Linked DNA regions of Mus musculus: regions 1, 2 and 3 are each linked to region 4. A link is a contact called in public Hi-C data. All regions are on one chromosome and are shown on one strand. Each heading gives the region's core, a stretch centred on a gene start, on an enhancer-like site or on the middle of the called end of the contact. The rest is flanking DNA. Distances are from core to core; before and after follow the strand shown. Region 1 overlaps Plxna4 (plexin A4). Region 2 overlaps Lrguk (leucine-rich repeats and guanylate kinase domain containing). Region 3 overlaps Exoc4 (exocyst complex component 4). Region 4 has its middle 39 kb from the start of Gm22321.

The links. A called contact is a pair of places that touch in the nucleus more often than the background predicts.
Region 1: a contact with region 4 is called in a Hi-C map of the N1E-115 cell line, with 5 times the contacts expected there. The contact joins two enhancer-like sites. A contact is called at or near these places in 1 of 15 datasets of contacts at CTCF or cohesin (pro-B cells) and 5 of 484 Hi-C or Micro-C datasets (the N1E-115 cell line, granulocyte-monocyte progenitors, myocytes and 2 more).
Region 2: a contact with region 4 is called in a Hi-C map of the N1E-115 cell line, with 5 times the contacts expected there. The contact joins two enhancer-like sites. A contact is called at or near these places in 10 of 39 promoter capture datasets (the 3T3-L1 cell line, 3T3-L1-derived adipocytes, the C10 cell line and 5 more), 2 of 15 datasets of contacts at CTCF or cohesin (embryonic stem cells and pro-B cells), 5 of 484 Hi-C or Micro-C datasets (the HL-1 cell line, the N1E-115 cell line, adipose-derived mesenchymal stem cells and 2 more), 1 of 115 datasets of contacts at active chromatin or transcription factors (astrocytes) and 1 of 9 other capture datasets (embryonic stem cells).
Region 3: a contact with region 4 is called in a Hi-C map of the N1E-115 cell line, with 7 times the contacts expected there. The contact joins two enhancer-like sites. A contact is called at or near these places in 1 of 15 datasets of contacts at CTCF or cohesin (pro-B cells) and 11 of 484 Hi-C or Micro-C datasets (the G1E-ER4 cell line, the N1E-115 cell line, adipose-derived mesenchymal stem cells and 8 more).

Annotation. Positions count from the first base shown.
Region 1 is chr6:32,478,056-32,482,042 of GRCm38.p6, forward strand. The region is part of intron 3 of Plxna4 (plexin A4); the gene reads right to left. Among named protein-coding and RNA genes, the nearest start is that of Plxna4os1, 31 kb to the right of the region's middle. Within about 2 kb of position 1,251, at least 78 of the 459 cell types and tissues checked have an H3K27ac peak or open chromatin away from gene starts, as enhancers often do. A contact at or near this core is called in the N1E-115 cell line, where this site is marked.
Region 2 is chr6:34,031,687-34,035,955 of GRCm38.p6, forward strand. All of the region lies in intron 1 of Lrguk (leucine-rich repeats and guanylate kinase domain containing), which reads left to right. Among named protein-coding and RNA genes, the nearest start is that of Gm38786, 4.1 kb to the left of the region's middle. Within about 2 kb of position 2,880, at least 21 of the 459 cell types and tissues checked have an H3K27ac peak or open chromatin away from gene starts, as enhancers often do. A contact at or near this core is called in the N1E-115 cell line, where this site is marked.
Region 3 is chr6:33,927,668-33,931,711 of GRCm38.p6, forward strand. All of the region lies in intron 17 of Exoc4 (exocyst complex component 4), which reads left to right. Among named protein-coding and RNA genes, the nearest start is that of Gm13853, 63 kb to the right of the region's middle. Within about 2 kb of position 2,259, at least 48 of the 459 cell types and tissues checked have an H3K27ac peak or open chromatin away from gene starts, as enhancers often do. A contact at or near this core is called in the N1E-115 cell line, where this site is marked.
Region 4 is chr6:33,125,587-33,129,405 of GRCm38.p6, forward strand. No RefSeq gene overlaps it. Among named protein-coding and RNA genes, the nearest start is that of Gm22321, 39 kb to the left of the region's middle. Within about 2 kb of position 2,370, at least 54 of the 459 cell types and tissues checked have an H3K27ac peak or open chromatin away from gene starts, as enhancers often do. A contact at or near this core is called in the N1E-115 cell line, where this site is marked.

The DNA of each region.
Region 1 (3,987 bases), core at 1-2,500, 650 kb before region 4:
AGCCCCTGAAATGTATTCACAGCAGTAGGAACCTAGCATATTGCTGGTCCATGGTGAGGCAGGTCCCACCCTCTCCTTGTCCTTGGGCTCCCCTGAAGGGGCTACTGACTTGAGATTTCCAGCAGAAAAGCTCTTCTGCCTCTGTTGGAACCCCTAGGGATGACCTAGAAGTTAGCTCTCATTCAGCCCCCTGGCAGGGAGCAGAGCTCTATCTTCCCTTTGAGTTCTTGGGGGTCTGGTTTGTTCAAGGACCCACCAGCTCTTGTTACTAACTCCTGGAACTCTAAAGTATTTGCCAAAATGGAGGGAGGGGCAGGGGGAGCAGAACTCTCACCCTCTGATCCCAGTCACCCACCCGATTACCCTTCCTGCGTTAGGCTCCCAGTGACTGCATTCAAAGGAGAGCAAAGCAGGACGTATGTGTGCTGGCTCACCTTGTACAGCACTCCCTACCTTGTTATTTGCTTGCTTGTTTATTTTCCAGACTCTTAAACATACTGTGCCATCTTAAACCACCCAGCAGGACATACCTGCAGCATTTCGAACCTTGTCTGATAAGCCAAGCATCAAAGCCACGTGTGTGGGCATGGGTTTCTCAGCACCTGTGCTTAGTAGGAAACTCAAGGAAGTTGTTAGCTTTAAGCCCCTCTGCTATCTCCCAAGAGGTCAGTCGGAGTCAACCTGGCATTTCTCTTCCCCCCCCACACACACCCCTAAGATTCCCTTCCCTTCCCTCATACTTGCTTTTAACAAATTTTTTCCATATTTTCATTTCTTTTTCTTGGACTACAGAAAGGTCTTTGTAAGCACAAAGCCAGATCTTGCCTTGCTCAGAAATATTTTCCTCACTGACTCTTGCTTGTTAGTTTTAATGTTTATCCTGGTCAATTGTTCCAAACATGAAATACCCATCTCTAAAGGGTTCCTCAAACCTGCCCTTGTTTTTGTTTTATTGTGGTGGTGGTGTTGTTTTGTTTTCAATATCTTCTGTATCATCTTACCTAAGCTTCAGACTGACCCTGTAAGCTGCCAAGATCTGCTATGAGTAGAAAAGCAAACGCTTGATACAGAGAACCCCGTAGGATCAAAAGACAGCGGGAAGAATTGTCTAAGGAAGAAAGAAAGCTCCTCTCACCAGACAACAGTGATCACAGCAAAAGCTAGGGCAGATCATTCCGCAGACCTACCCATCCCCCTCCTGGCTGACTACCTCCCAAGCCAGGCAGGGGCCCTGGAACCCAGTTCCGGGCTGTCAGCAGAGATAAATTTAGCACCAATGATCTCATCTTGCAGAGCAGCCTCAGGGCCTCAGAGTGCTCAGGGAAACATCACTTGGACAAGCTGAGAAGTGACAGACACTACTGGCCCCTACAACATAGGTGGCAGGCAAAAAGTTCCCCTTAGAGGGACACTAAGCCCATGAGGAGCAGTGGCCAGAGTGTGGCCAGCAGGTGGCAGGCTGAAGGAGCTGAGACATGGACACCCTGAACTTCCCAGGGTCTCCCAGACCTGGGCAATGAAGCTGAAGGCTCACAGCAAGTCCACAGATGATCAGAACTGCTAAGATCTGGATGAAGAACAAGCAGTGCCAAGCATTCTCACTGTAGAGATATGGCCCATGTCCCAGCAAGTCCCTCCCTACCCCATCAGGATATTATGTGGTGGAGTATTTATAGATACAACAGTGGGCAGAAGGCAGAAGTGGCTGGAGCCCATTGCTCTGCCTCCTGCCAATAATATAAGCCCAACAAAGAGGACAATCTCCCTTGTCCTTTACAGAAAAGAATGGAAACTTGTCACAACTGCAAACTTTCAAGTTCTTCCACTGAGATAAGCTTCCCTTTCTGGCTTGCCCTGCTGGTGACTTGCTGACCAGTTCCCCCAAGGTTTCTTAGTATGTGTCACAGTGAGGCTTTCGGTTTGCAGATCCTGGAGTAAAACATTTACGAGGGTTCCAACCACTGGGTCATGGTGCCAGGACAGTTCTTCAGCTGGAGTAAGGTTTCTTGGCTCCAACCTCTGCAACCACAAACCTTTCTGATGGAGGGAGGATGGCATGAAAGTCACTCAAGAGAATGGACTTGACACTTGCAAAAAAGGACAAAATAAGCAGCTATTTCTAGGAGGTAGGTCCCACCCTAAAGTGCAATGCATATTATGCTATTAAAGGGGATGGGAAGTGATGAGAAATAGATGTTGTCACCTAAGAAAGGCCAGGCTCACATCTCAACACACCAGGGCCACCCCATGTCAGTTTCAGTCACATTAGAGGAAATCAATTCCCAAGAACAAAGGCCTTCGGTTTGATCAATGCCATTCCTGGGAATCACCCAGGACACATAATTGAGGGGCTGTCAGAGAAATCAAAACACACTGAGAAGTTGGGGTGATCACCAAGGTCTAAGTCCTTCTGCCGGGGGGCAATGTGAGCGATGTTACAAAAGAGAGGAGAGTGTCACAGGCAAGAGAGTAGGGTGGACAGCACTTTTGCAGGTGAAGAGTTCAAAGCTTCAAAGAAAGGTGGTAAGATACAGAGCCAGGATGAACGATAGTGCAGACAGTTAGCCAGCAGAAGGTCCCACAGGGTAAGGCACAGGGTAAGGCACAGAGGAAAAGGCCAGTACTGTGTCAAGGTCACACCACCTGGGGTCTTGACGCTTTAGAGGGAGAATTAAAATTAGTCTGGATTGTTCTACATTTATTCTTAAAAGTCAAAATGATATTTTTTTTTCTGTTCTCTTAATTAAGCATAAACTTATAAATCTAGGGCCTTGTTTCCGGGCTATGGGAAGTGGAGGAGGGAGTCCAGAGTCTCAGCTTCCTGAGCTCTGCCTGTCTCCTTCTCCCAGGTCATTGGTTCCAGGAACAATGCCTCCCTGCCACAGGGACCCAGAGGGCTGCTCAGCTGAGTCACATGGCCTCTTCTTCCCTAGGATACACACACACACACACACACACCACTCCCACTCCCACCCAGCCCCATAAGGGCTGGCTAAGGCATCTATTTGGAGCTTCTGATTGTCCCCTGGTTATGCTGACCTCTGAGGATTTCCTACACTCTGCTGTCCTACCTCACCCCAATTCACACGGCTGTTCATATCCCTGAAGGTTGAAGTTGCTCCTTAGAGCTATACCATACAAAGAAAGTCAGAGATATTTGCTATCCTCTTTTATATTTTCTCCTGCTGTATAAAAAGCAAACAAACAGTCTACAGGGTCTGGGGAGTAGTGAAGAGTGCATGGCATGCAAGCAGGAGGACGTGGGTTCAGATTCCCAGCAGCCATGTTAAAAAACTGGGCATGGACTATGAACCTCTGTAGCTCCAATATGATCTGTGGGCTCACGTGCCAGTTAGCTTGACCAGAAGGCCAGTGAACACCAGTAAAAGACCCTGTCTCAAAGGAATAAAGTAGGGAGCAAGACAACTGACATCCTCCACAGGCCTTGACACACACACACACACACACACACACACACACACACACACACCTACACACGTGTGCACACACAAGCTAAACAAATAACAATCGATGGCTTTATCATACAAGAGGAGAAAGTTGGAACATGTATGTAATCAATTTGTCTCAAACCTGAGGTGTAGCCACAAACAAAGTTGAGATTTTCCAGCTGTCACACGATTTCCACAACACCCAGGTTTGACTATAAACAGTTCAGATGCATGGCCAGCTGCAGATACAGACCCAAGCAGATGCTTAGACAGAGCTAAGTGCCTTAGAATCGGGAGGCAGTGGCATGGCATTCAGCGACACCCCTGGCTCGTCTTTATCTTTCTGCAGCTTAAGAGAACAATTGTATGAATGCCTAAGGAAGGCACCGTTTTCCTATTTTAAGCTTAAAAAAAAAAAAAAAAGAGGGCTTCATGTCTCCCAGATGGAACTGGAATCTAGCTCCTCCTGCATCCTTTTCCCGGGTTCTGGGGTAACAGGTATGTGTCACAACACCAAGCTTATGCAGTGCTGGGTAAT
Region 2 (4,269 bases), core at 1,630-4,129, 910 kb after region 4:
GTACCAAGATTCTGAATAAGTGATTTAGCTTATAATGTGCTTGAGAGTCCCCTCTGTCTCGTGGATAACTAAATGCTATCCTATATGTAAAATGCTTAGCATCGGGCCGGTGAGATAGCTTCTCATGTAAAGACATTCGCTGCCAAGCTTGATGACCTGAGTTCAACCCCCTTGACCCACATAGTGGAAGAAGAGACTTGACTCTCCAACGTGGTCCTATGACGTCCACATGTGTGCTGTGGCATGTGTGCATGTACACAATACACATACAAATAGAAAGTGTAGTAAAAATCCCAAACACTTAGCATAGTAGAGTCCTGATACTAAAAACAGTAATTCAGACATTTCTAATTGCTACCTGTAGCTTGTTAAAGTGGTTTTAGCCCTATGGAACGAACATTTACCAAGCAATTGCTTAATAGGAAACAGGAAACACTCTTTGACCGCGTCTCGACCCAACATTTGGTGCGTGAAAACTTCCCATTGCCAGTACCAGTCACTCAATGTGAGCCACAGTGCCTATTCACTGGGATAGTTACAGACTCCAAATTTAGTAAGAGACTACCGTAAAGTTTTCATCTGCTGGATAGAGTAGGCACTCAGAAGTTACAGATGGAATAAGTAAGTGATGGCAGTTAAAATAGAAGACGACGCTGTGACTGAGATGTGACGGAAGACATGCAGGGTCCATGCTCTCAGAGTGACACATGGGTATGTCACAGCAAGCAGCACCTGGAGTTTCATACACAGAGACAGGATCAGCTGCACTTGGGAGTTAAAACGTAAGAGCGGAACAAGCAGCTGAAGCTGGGGTAGGGCTAGGCTCTGGGCTGTGCACAGACACTCACTTGATACTGTAAGCAGTTCTCTGATGACCAGGTAAATTTAGGTGATAGGGTGGTATGTATTCTAGCAGTATCTATAGGGGAGCGGGGAGATTCCGGACTAAGGGAGTGCTTGGAACATAAAGTAGGTTAAAGATAAAACACTTACGATGAAACCATCACCAATTGGGTGTCAGAGACCTCATTGTCACTGTGAGACAGGACAGTGGGGGATACTGGGTCATGGCAAAGGGAATCAGAGACAGACGTTACTATATATTAAGGAATTGGGTTTAAGAATCATATGACTGAAAATCAGGGAGGAGGGATCTCAGAGGCAGAAGCTGTGGAGTTCATAGCTCTAGGTCTGTGAAATAGGCCAGGAAGGAAGGAAAAGCCAGGGAGAGGAGGGGAGGTGGGAAGGACAGCAGTATAGGAAAACAGATTCTTCGCTGATGTGCAGGTGAAGACGAGTGTGAGAAGGGACCAATCCAGAGGTGTAGGAGAAGAAGAGCTACATGCTAGCTGTATGATCACGCTCCGCTGGGGCAAGGACATCTCCAGAACAAGGAGCTGGGTTATTCTGCCAATAGGTCAAATGGGAAGAGGCCTGTTTGCCCATTGGCAGAAAGGTCTGATAACGTCTTCCAGGAACCTCGAGTGTGGAGCCTTGGCTTCGGAATCTGAGAGAACGCTGGCAGTTTTACCCACTCGATATCCACAGCTGTGGTGACCAACAGGCCTTCCTGAATAAGTAAGGAAATGGTGTCCTGTGCAGTCAGGTGACCTCTGGAGCTCTAGGTGGGAAGTTTGGGAGGAAGGCAGGATGCCTCCACCTCCCTCCCTCCTAGGTTTTACAAGACACTTCATACACAGGCATGAATGTCCTTCCTACTTGGGAGCAGCGTGGCAGGCATGGGACTTTTGCACACAGAACTTTTATTGACACATTCGATGTGTCCCAGACACCATGCCAAGGGCTTTCTATACATTGTCTCTTTAATTCTCCTTAGAATATTAAAAATAAGGAATAGAAGAGAAGCGATGGTCTTCCTAATCTCCTAGCTCTCCTAGCTGGACCCACGAGGTCACTATGAGGTAAAGTGAGGATGAGCAGGTCAACGCAGACTAAGGGTATGAGCATGGTGGTTTTTAATATTACATGCATCAGGGTAGTATAGGGAAAGATTTTTTAAAACCTCCTCTTACAGTTGTTTGTTTGTTTGTTTTTGTAATGGCCCTCATCAGTTGCAAACCTAAGTTTTCCTTGCTGAGGGGTGAAGACCCCACTTCTCTGTGGGCTCAAGGACAGATGTTTATAGATCGTTGTCAGGGATTATGCTGGGTTAGTAAATGAGCCGTTGTAGATTCTCCTCCAATAACCACCGTTTAACAAGCACTGAATAGTTAGCTAGATGTCCAGAACCAATCCGGGGGAAAGGCTGGAGAGATGGCTCAGTGGTTAAGAGCACTGGCTGTTCTTCCAGAGGACCCAGGTTTGATTTCTAACACTTACACTGTGGCTTCTAATCTTATCTTCTTAATCCATTTCCAGGGGGCTCCAACGCCCTTTTCTGTCTTCCAAAGGCACCAGATAAGTTATGTGGTACACAGACTTAAATGCAAACAAGAACCCCCATACAGATCAAATTAAACAAGCAAACAAATCCTACAAATGAAATATGGAAGAGTCTGGAGAGGTGACTCAGCAGTTCAGAGCACGTGTTGCTCTTGCAGAGGATCCTGCTCTGGTTCCCAGAATGCAACTGGTGACTCACCACCATTCATTAACTCCAATTCCAGGGGCTCTAACACCCTCTCTGTCCTCCTCAGGCACTAAATGCCTATGGAGCCTGCAGGCAAAACACTCCTACATATAAAATCAATAAGTGTCAAAAAATCTATTATCATTATTTATTCAGGTGTGCGGCACACATGTGGAGGTCAGACAGCAACTCGTAGGCATTTGTTCTCTCTTGCTGCTGTGGGGTTCCGGTCCTCAAGCTTCGAGGCAAGGGCCTCCACCTTCTGAGTCAGTCATCCTGCCGATCTGGAAACAATTTTGATGTGAGATTTGAGGGTCTGCACACCATGCTAACAGGGGAAGGGGAGAGAGGATGTAGGCCGCTTAAAGGGACGGGGAGGGGGCAAATGTGAAAGACACACGGGCTCTCTTAGGACAGTTGGGAGATTTGAGAGCTGGTGGCACAGCCTGCCTCACTGTGGTGTCAGGCTCTCTCTGCTCCTGTGATAAGGGTCAGTCTCCTCCAGCTGATGAAACTCCCGGGGAGGGGATTTACAACAATCGAGTTCCTTTTGAAGGATCTGCCTCTCTGTAGATAAAAGCAGTTCAGAGAAAGTCTCTCCTTGGCGGGCGTTCGCTGGTTTTTCAAGTGCCTTCAGCATCAAACAATCAATACACCAAACGCAGCCTACTTTGGAGGGATGGTGTGTCTAGAACGGCTTTAAAGAAAAACACACTTTCTATTTATAGGTGGAGAAATGAGGTTCAGAGAAAGCTTTGCCCTCCCCCCAAGTCACATGACAGGTTATGGGGTTCAAGCTGAGCCCACCTGACTCCAAAAACCATGCACTATCTCCAAGCAGGCAATATTCCCTGGGGACGTCCTCTTTTTATACCAACATGACTCTGTATACTTAGGACCTCAGGACCAACAACAAACAGCATTCTTGGCTCCCGGGTTAATAAAGAACTAACAAGCAGATGTTTTCCATCACAGTTCATATGCTTGCTCTTCATGGTTAAGTACTTTATGTCAGCGTGGCTGCCATGGTGACCGTTTTCTGTCATCTTGCTGATGTCAGTGTCTGTGCTGGCCATTGCAGAGTTCAGGGTAGGAGACATAGATTGGCGTGTTGTATCTCCTGTCTGCCATCACTGCCTTGCCCATCCACTGACTGCAAGCTTCCTCAAGGAAGTGACCCACTAAATCATCTTGTAAATTAGATGAATCTTACAGAATCAGCAACCAGGAAGTGAGCTGAGGACTTGGTTTGTTCGGCAAGAATACCAGATTTCAAGACATTATTGCCTTTGTTTGATGCAACCGTCTTTTGAGGGCTGGGTAAGCAGCCTAGTGCAGAATCACAGACAGACTGACAGACTGACATTTCATTCCAGCTCTGTTACCTACTGCCATGCCATTTTGAGCAGGAGTAACCTCTAAGCCTTAGTTACTTAAATTGGAGATAAGAGTGCTGCCCCAGGGCTGTCAGAAGGATTAGCAGGTTGATAGCAGAGCTCTTGCACAGGGCCACCAACATTCATGTCCCTGTGGCCCCTGTGCTCTCCCAGCCTTGGACACCAAAGGGAAGTGGCACCTGACAAACCGGTGGCGGGTGGTGGCAAGGCATGGCTTTGATGAGTGTTTACTTAACTGTATACAGTATGTACATGTTGGGCACTCGTGCGTGACCCACACAC
Region 3 (4,044 bases), core at 1,009-3,508, 800 kb after region 4:
GTTATCAAAGACATTTATGCCATGAAGATCTGCATGTGGATGATTTATGGTGAGCATGAAAAGATGCTCACCATAATCTGTTATTAGAGAAATGAAAATCAACACCACACTGAGATAAGCCTGCCTGCACAGTCCAAATAAAAAAGGGGGGGGGTAGAGTTGGCTCTTTGGCTAAGAGCACTGACTGCTCCTCCAGATGACTCAGGTTCAATTCCAAGCACCCACATAGTGGCTCACAACCATTTGTAATTCCAGTTCCAAGGAACTCAGTGCCCTCTTCTAGCCTCTATGAACAATGCACACTCAAGGTGCAGGCATACATGCCAGCAAATGCCCATATACATAAAATAAAAATAATTTTATGTTTTGATAAGAATATAGAGGAACTAGTGCTAGTGGGAAAATGGAAGGTACAGTGGCCTTGAAGAACAGTTTATCCCTTCTTCAAAAAGTTAAAAATAGACTTATCATATGATTCAGAGATTCTACCCAAGAGAAATCAAAAATAAATGCACTAAAAAAGTTTTACCCAAATTTTATAACAGTGTTAACTGATGGGTGAATGAAATGTGAATACATACAATAGATATTATGTGGCCATAATATGAAATTTAATATATGATGAACCTTTACACATGAGGCTAAATTAAAGAAGCTGGCCATGAATGGCTACATTGTATGTGACTCTGTGCGAAATATCAAAAATTGGCAAATCTTCAGAGCTAGCAGTTACTTACTGTTTGGAGCTTGTGAGAAAATGAAGATGTGGACTCAGGATTTCTTTTGGGAATGAGTAACATGTTCTAAAATAGATTTTGCAGATGGCTGTACAACTCTGGATATATTAAATGATCTTGAACTCTATACTTCAAATATGGAAATTGTATGGTAGCTGAATTATATTGCAGTAAGTTTTTTTTATGTTGAGCTTTAAAGCTTTAAAAGTCCCAAATGATTTGTCATAGAAAATGAGTAGCTCAAGTTTTATACCACATTAATAGAGAACTTTGTCAAGGAAATATCCTACGCATTTTCACATTTCCCTAATCATCCTGAGAGGTGAACAATCAAGGAAGAATTTGTAAGGAAGTGATGCATAATTTAAATACTAAGTGGATTTATCCAGAGTTGGGGAAGAGCCATTCAAGCAGAAAGTGAGGGACCCTGAAAGATGAGGTCTGGGGGAAGTGAGATCCCCTGTGGTAAGCTGTGGGTGCCACTTTCTTGCCTATAACTCGAAACATCCCCTTCATCATTTCCCTTGCCCTCACTTATCTCCTGTTATCATATACCTAACCTATTTTATATCTGATTGTTCACCTTGTCTACCCACAATAGAATGGGACCTCCATAGGCAAGGGCTCTTTTTATAGCATTCACTGCAGTAGCCCCAACTGAGTAGGACCTCAGTTGTAAATGTTCTCAGTTGTAAAGTGATTGCTGAAGGTGTGGTCATGATTCTGCTCAGAGCTAGCAGGAATAAAAACAGATATGGGAAGTAAGACGGAGTTTAAAAACCAGCTCAACTTAAGTAATGGTTGAATGTCAGAGGCAGAGGAACGGGAGTTAAGGATGACCCTGGAGCATCTACACACAGAATCAGCAAGTAAGGTAGGGGAACGGGGAGGACTGGGCTACAGTGTGAGGATATGTGTAAGATGCCTGTGGGACTTCAGAGCAGATGTGTCTAAGACACAACAGGAAGCTTAACAGAAAGGGTGGGAGTAAACAAACAGACCTGGGGAAGCGTCAGCATGGAGCCATCCAACCTCGGAAAGGAAGGGTCCATAGGCCAAGGGCAGTAAGATGGTGATGCATAAAGCCAGCAGAGCACAGAGCACACAGCCATGCTGCTACCTGAGTAGAAATGCTACTTCCCCTGTCAGTGCACAGATCAGCCTCCTTCAGGATGAATGAAAGCCATGTCTCTTTTTAAGTCACCCACATCCCACGTGAGCTCGCCTACCCAGATTCTTCCTCGAGGTACCAGGAGCCCAGCCCAGAAACTAAACGTGCTAAGTGGGACCCCTGCTTCATCCTTGACCTTTGTACTTTGCTAAGTCTAGGAATGCCCTCGGCCATGACTGAGAATGTCGAATTCCTCCCTTGGGGGCTGTTGTGTATACTTATCTTCTACAGGCTTATTGCAGAGGGACATTGTTTTGGTTTTTTGCAAAAAGGTTAAGTTTTCCTGGAGTGACCGGGGCATAGCTTGCTATAGGATTAGCGATGCCGTGCTGCCACCTACTGGAAGCACCCACAGCTGTCAGGACAGACCTGTGACTGAAGACTTCAGTGCCTGGGCTGAACACTGACTGCTTCCCCTTGCAGACTCCTTTGCTCGGCCAGAAACAAAATATTCCCTGCATCTGTTTCCGCAGTCATTTTGAAACCAGCTTTATCCTGCCACCAGTCATGTCTGCCCTTCCAATCCCAACCTTTTTTGCAAGCTTCGCTTTAAAGGGCTTCATCTGACCAGTTTCTGTTTGGATTTGTGGTCACATGAGGCCAGTCTTCTGCCAAACATTCTTTTAATAATGATGACCTCTAGAAGCTCTGAGAAGGAGCTTTAATTCAGCGGTGATAATAAAGCTAGCTCTGACTCCTGGCAGCCAGGAAAAACAGGCAAGTGATGGGTTTTATAGCTTTTACTGCCTGATATAAAAAAAAGGTACCTGTTAATAAAAGTCAGTGATAAAACAAAAATGAGTATAATTTGATATCCAAGAGTGTTTTCTTAAGGACCGTCTATTACATTATTTAAATAATGTTACTTTTCTTGAATTTAACCTTCTTTTGACTTTGCTACCCATTTCTGCCTATACCGTTTTCTTCTGGTCTTGCCTCTCTTAAGTTTATTATACTTAGAGTAGATCTCATACATTGCAGAAACTAATTGGTCTCTAATTAATGGTTTAATTGGGGCTTTTTGGATGCAGGTGAGCATGCCTCACCAGCCTGCATAGCCTCCAGAGCGCCTGAAAACAATGAGAACTCATAATCTCCCCAGAAAAATGCCTGCCTCTAATTAAGGTCTGAGTTCTCCGAGACATGCCTCACGTGTGAAGGCCTTAGTTAAATAAGATTTCCTTCTTGTCGTGATAGCATACAGTCAGTTTCTAACTTGGGGTTCCTCCCAATTCCTGGCAGACAATGGATCTGTTCACTGTTGCTTATTTGCTGGCACTGGCATTGCTCAGAGAATACCATAGATGGCAGATGCTATTATGCAATGAAGATCCCAGGGAATAGAAATGAGAAATAACTTGCCCAAGATCTCCCATCAGATTGTCTTTATGTATCCTTCGGTGCCTCTTTGGTCTCGTGCTTAAGAAATTAAGTTAGCCTTCCGTGTGAGGCTGTTCTTCTGCCTGAAAGGACTGGGTTACATTGTTCTATGTAAAAATTCCAAGAACTATCACTTATTGATTTTAGTAGAATTCTTACTGAAAAATTGGAAGCTGGAAGCTGACCCCCTTCTTGTTTTATAAATAAAAGTTTAGTGTTGAAACTAACATGTTTAAAATTCAGAAACACAGACCAATGAGACAGCTCATCCAATAAGTGGCTGAGGCAGGAGTACCTGAGCTCAGTCCCCAGAACCCGTATAAAAATAGCTGAGTGTGGTAGCCCACACTTGTAATCCCAGCACTGGGGAAGAGGAGATAGGTAAATTCCTGAGGCTAAGTCCAATCCCCCTCACTTAATAAGCTCCATCTGTCCAAAAGGAAGTTAGAGACACCTGAGGACTGAGGCCCAAGGTGGTTCTGAAGCCCACCCACACCCTAGTTCCCCAAAATAAAGACTCTGAGACTTCTTATATATGAATAAATGCCTAGACCCTTTGGCTTGTTTCTGCTAGCTGATAACTCAGCTATTCTGTTTAAACTAGTCTGAGGCCTGCCACATGGTTAAGTTTATCTCATCTCAGGTTCATATGACTGGCTTCCTCAAAGTAAAGGACAAATTTTCCCAAGCCTGACCACACATACACACACACACACACACACACACACAGAGTACCTTCTGCATTCCTCTGCATTG
Region 4 (3,819 bases), core at 1,120-3,619:
TTAAAACGGTTTTCTCTCAGGGTGAGATATATGGCATATATTTAAAAGCAGTAGAATCTTATTTTCTCTCCAGATGTTGCATAAGTACCAAATACAATCAGAGTTGTCGACTTGGAACTATGATAAGGGCCTTTCTAAGGGTCCCAGGAAAGAGACGAGAGTATAACGTGAAGATTCTTACCATCTGCCACACAAGCACGTTAATAACTTTCTCTGTCTTGAAACAATGTGGCTGGCTCAGAAGTGTCCCACACTGCCACTGCTATCTCTTGTCCTCTGCCTTCTCATCCCTCTCCACGTCTTTCTTTATTTCTCATATTTTTCTGTTCTTATCCTCTTCCCCTTCCTCCCATCATCTTCCCCTCCTCCCCCTGCATCCCTTTTCCTCTATTTCTTCTTTACTCCTCCTCCGGTCCTCTCCTCTTCCTCTCTCCATCGCTTACTTCTGTTTCTATCCCTCTCCTCTTTTCCTGTCCACCACGTCTTCTTCTCTTCATGCTCCTTTCCTCATTCAATTTTCATTTTCAAGGAAAAATTCCTGGTCATGGACTGACCAGCAAAGATGTGGGAAGATGCCATAGATCCTGAACCCAATTCAGTCCATAGAGTCCAAGGAGACACGTTCTACCTGCCAAGCAGCACTAAGTGTACACTCACCAATTGTAAGCAAGCCAAGGCCTCGGGGGTGGGTAATCAAGCAACGTCATGGCAGTGATTTAACACTTGGAAAGTCTTTTGCATTAGAGAGAAGAAATGACAGAAAGAATAGTAACTCCATCATATCTACACAATGTTTTCTTAAAAGCTTGAAGCAAGGTAATTATTATCACACATGTATGAGTTAAAAGGGGCAGCGTTTTCTAGTCTGAAAAGATATATATGGTTTACTAAGTCAACCAGGACAAGGCAGGCTAAGTCCAGTTGGTATCAAGGCTTTCCAAATACAGGGCTGTGTTCCATCCAGAGCACGAAACACAAGGATCCCCCAGGGGACGTTCAGCCGGCAGGAATCTGAGCAGCCAGCAGCAGGAGAAGTCAGTACAGCAGAATGAATCACAGCCTGGGGCCAAAACTTAACTCAGTCCTAGCTCAGCTGCTTTGACAGCTCTTCAGCAGAGGATAGCAGGCATCGCGCTACCACTCTAGGACCAGGATTTCAGCACAGCAGCGGTGGACAGTTCCCTACACACTTCTCTGGCTTCTGTTCAACATCCCTCAGAAGGGACTCGGAAGCCGCCTGCAGGTGAGACCTGGAAATACAGAGGCCGTAATAAGCTCAGCCATTCATAAGTGAGTCAAGGCCTCAGCAGGAACAGAGAGCAACCCCCAAGACTTGCTTCACTCTTTCTCAGAGAAGCTCAAGGAGTAAGGACCAGCCACCCACAGCAGTCTCCAGTCATTAAAACAAAACATTCCTTAGCTATTTATTGGTTTTCCTCCCTACCTTCCATTCCTGGTTTCCCAGATACGTTCCCCCCCCACCACCACCACCACCACCAAATCACTCCCTGGATTCAAGTTAATCTCCAGATTTGTTTTTAATGCAATTCAAGCCTAACCCAGTCTCTTCTCCTTCGCTTCTCCACATCTCTCACTCATTTGATGGGTCTGTTGAGTCATACAGAATATTAGACACTACCAGCCCCACCTTCAATTGCTTTCAAGAGACACCCCCCCCCCATGGCTCATTCAATGTCCTTGTAACAGCAGTAAAATTTGCTAATGACTGGTTCATGTCTCTGTTGTCTGCATCTCCACATTGAGGATGCTCTGAGCTGGCCTTATTACTGCCCAGCATTTTAAATAGCTCCCCCTGTCTGTACCCTTAGACCATCATTGGCCAACTTGTTCTTTTTTGAGCTAGACAGTCACTAGTCAGGCTTTGCAGCCATGACTCGTCTATGGTATACTGTAGTAAACATGGGTGATATAGAAATGTATGATTAAGGCTGTGTTCCACCAAGGCTTTAACAATGGATTGGACTCTGAAATTCATCCCATTTACACGGACCACAGAATACTCTTTTGCATCAATTCAGTGATTAAATAACTGTTTCGGATGTAAAGGAATAATCAGGGTAGATTGCTGGGTCTTGACCTAAATCTTGAGCTCTCCAAACAAAGAATGCTTTCTCCAAGCATCTCACTGTCATTGCTGGGCATGGTGCCCAGCACACAGAGCATTCTTAGCACAGAATAGGTGGCTAAGCAAGAGGAGCAAAGGGTACTCCCTACTTGCTTCCAGAAAGGCACTCACCTGCTGAGCCTCACAGTCATCTCTCCATGAAGTGTCATGAAGACAGGCTCTTCCTACATGTAGTGTCCCTCTGCCTGCTTGAGTATCTCTCTCTGTGCCCCAGTCTCTCTGATAAGCACTTGATTTGTGGGTCTGAGTTCACGGCCAGTAGCATAAAACCGCCCTCTTCCCAGCCTGGTTTCTAGAATTCTTCAGGAAACATTTGGCAATGGTTAGCCATCTGAATTTGTGTGTGGAGAACAGGATTATGGGTAACAGGTGTTTCTGCTGATTCTGCCAGAAGAAGACTGTTCCAACCAGCTGAAACTTGAAAGCGTTGTTATTGAAATCATTCACACACACACACACACACACACACACACACACACACACTCCAGGGGAAAATAATGCATGGTTACAATCTGATCAAGCAATATTCCTAGCTGCTGTTCTATAAGCTTCGAGGACATTCCCTTAGATGACTTCCCCATTGATTTCATCCACACTGAAAGGATAACCATCTGCAGACTCAGCCTAAAGGATTTATCACTTCCTGGTTCTGGTGCTAAAACAACTGCCCACCACTGATAAGATCAGGAGACTGGTTTAACAAATTGAACTTTAATATGATTTTCCTAAGAAAATTTATCATCCCCAGATACCCCATGGCATGCTGAAACAGCCTCTGCAGGAGATGAAGGGATAAGAAAGCCCCGTAACAGCATGGCCTTTGGGCTCAGCGATGCTCTGATCCATGCATTAAGATTGTATGGGTACATGTGTGCCCCTGTGGGAGCTCCCAGGGAAGTGTGGTGACTTGGGAAGAGAAGTGTGACCCACACACATCAATGACCATTTCAGGGAAGGACTGAACAGAAAGGAGCCCTTGAGTCCCCTGCTCCCTGTCTGAGTCTTCTGTCACACCCGTGGGTAATCTGGTACCCCAGAACCAAGCCACTGGGCCTTTGTCACCCTCCCACCATGGAAACTTGTTTCCAGAGAGAACATCGGATGAAATACTCATGCTGAATGCTGCAGCCTGGAATAATCATAATGTAAAGTACTGACTGTTGGACTCTTCCTGTCAGAATGCCAGTCCAGGCAGGCCAGGATGTGTACCTGTCATGACGTGTTACAGTTTTCTTAAAATAGCCAATGAGTAAGTGACACACATTTAGTTACAGAAACACTGCCATAGAACACACTACAGAGCACATAGAGAGGGAATAAAAAGCTCAGATAAACCTTTGCAGAAGGCCTGATGCACATTGGCCCACACATACCCTGATGATTGTACTTGCAGACATGCTTGTTTTAACAAATACAGTATTTTTAAAGTGCCTAGAAGAGTGTTCATAGGAACAAGATATGATTTTTTTTGTCATTTTCTTAACCAAGCAAACATAAATAAAACAAATGAAAAGCTGACAAACTTTCATAGATGGCGAGGAGAAGGGAGAGAAGGAAGTCCGACTCAGGAAGGGAGAGAGGGATGTCTGTCTGTCCCAGCATCCCTCTCCTGTCTGAGGAGCACCCACATTTTCCCTTTACTCTCTCAGTTCTTCCAAATTGGGGGTGTTTTT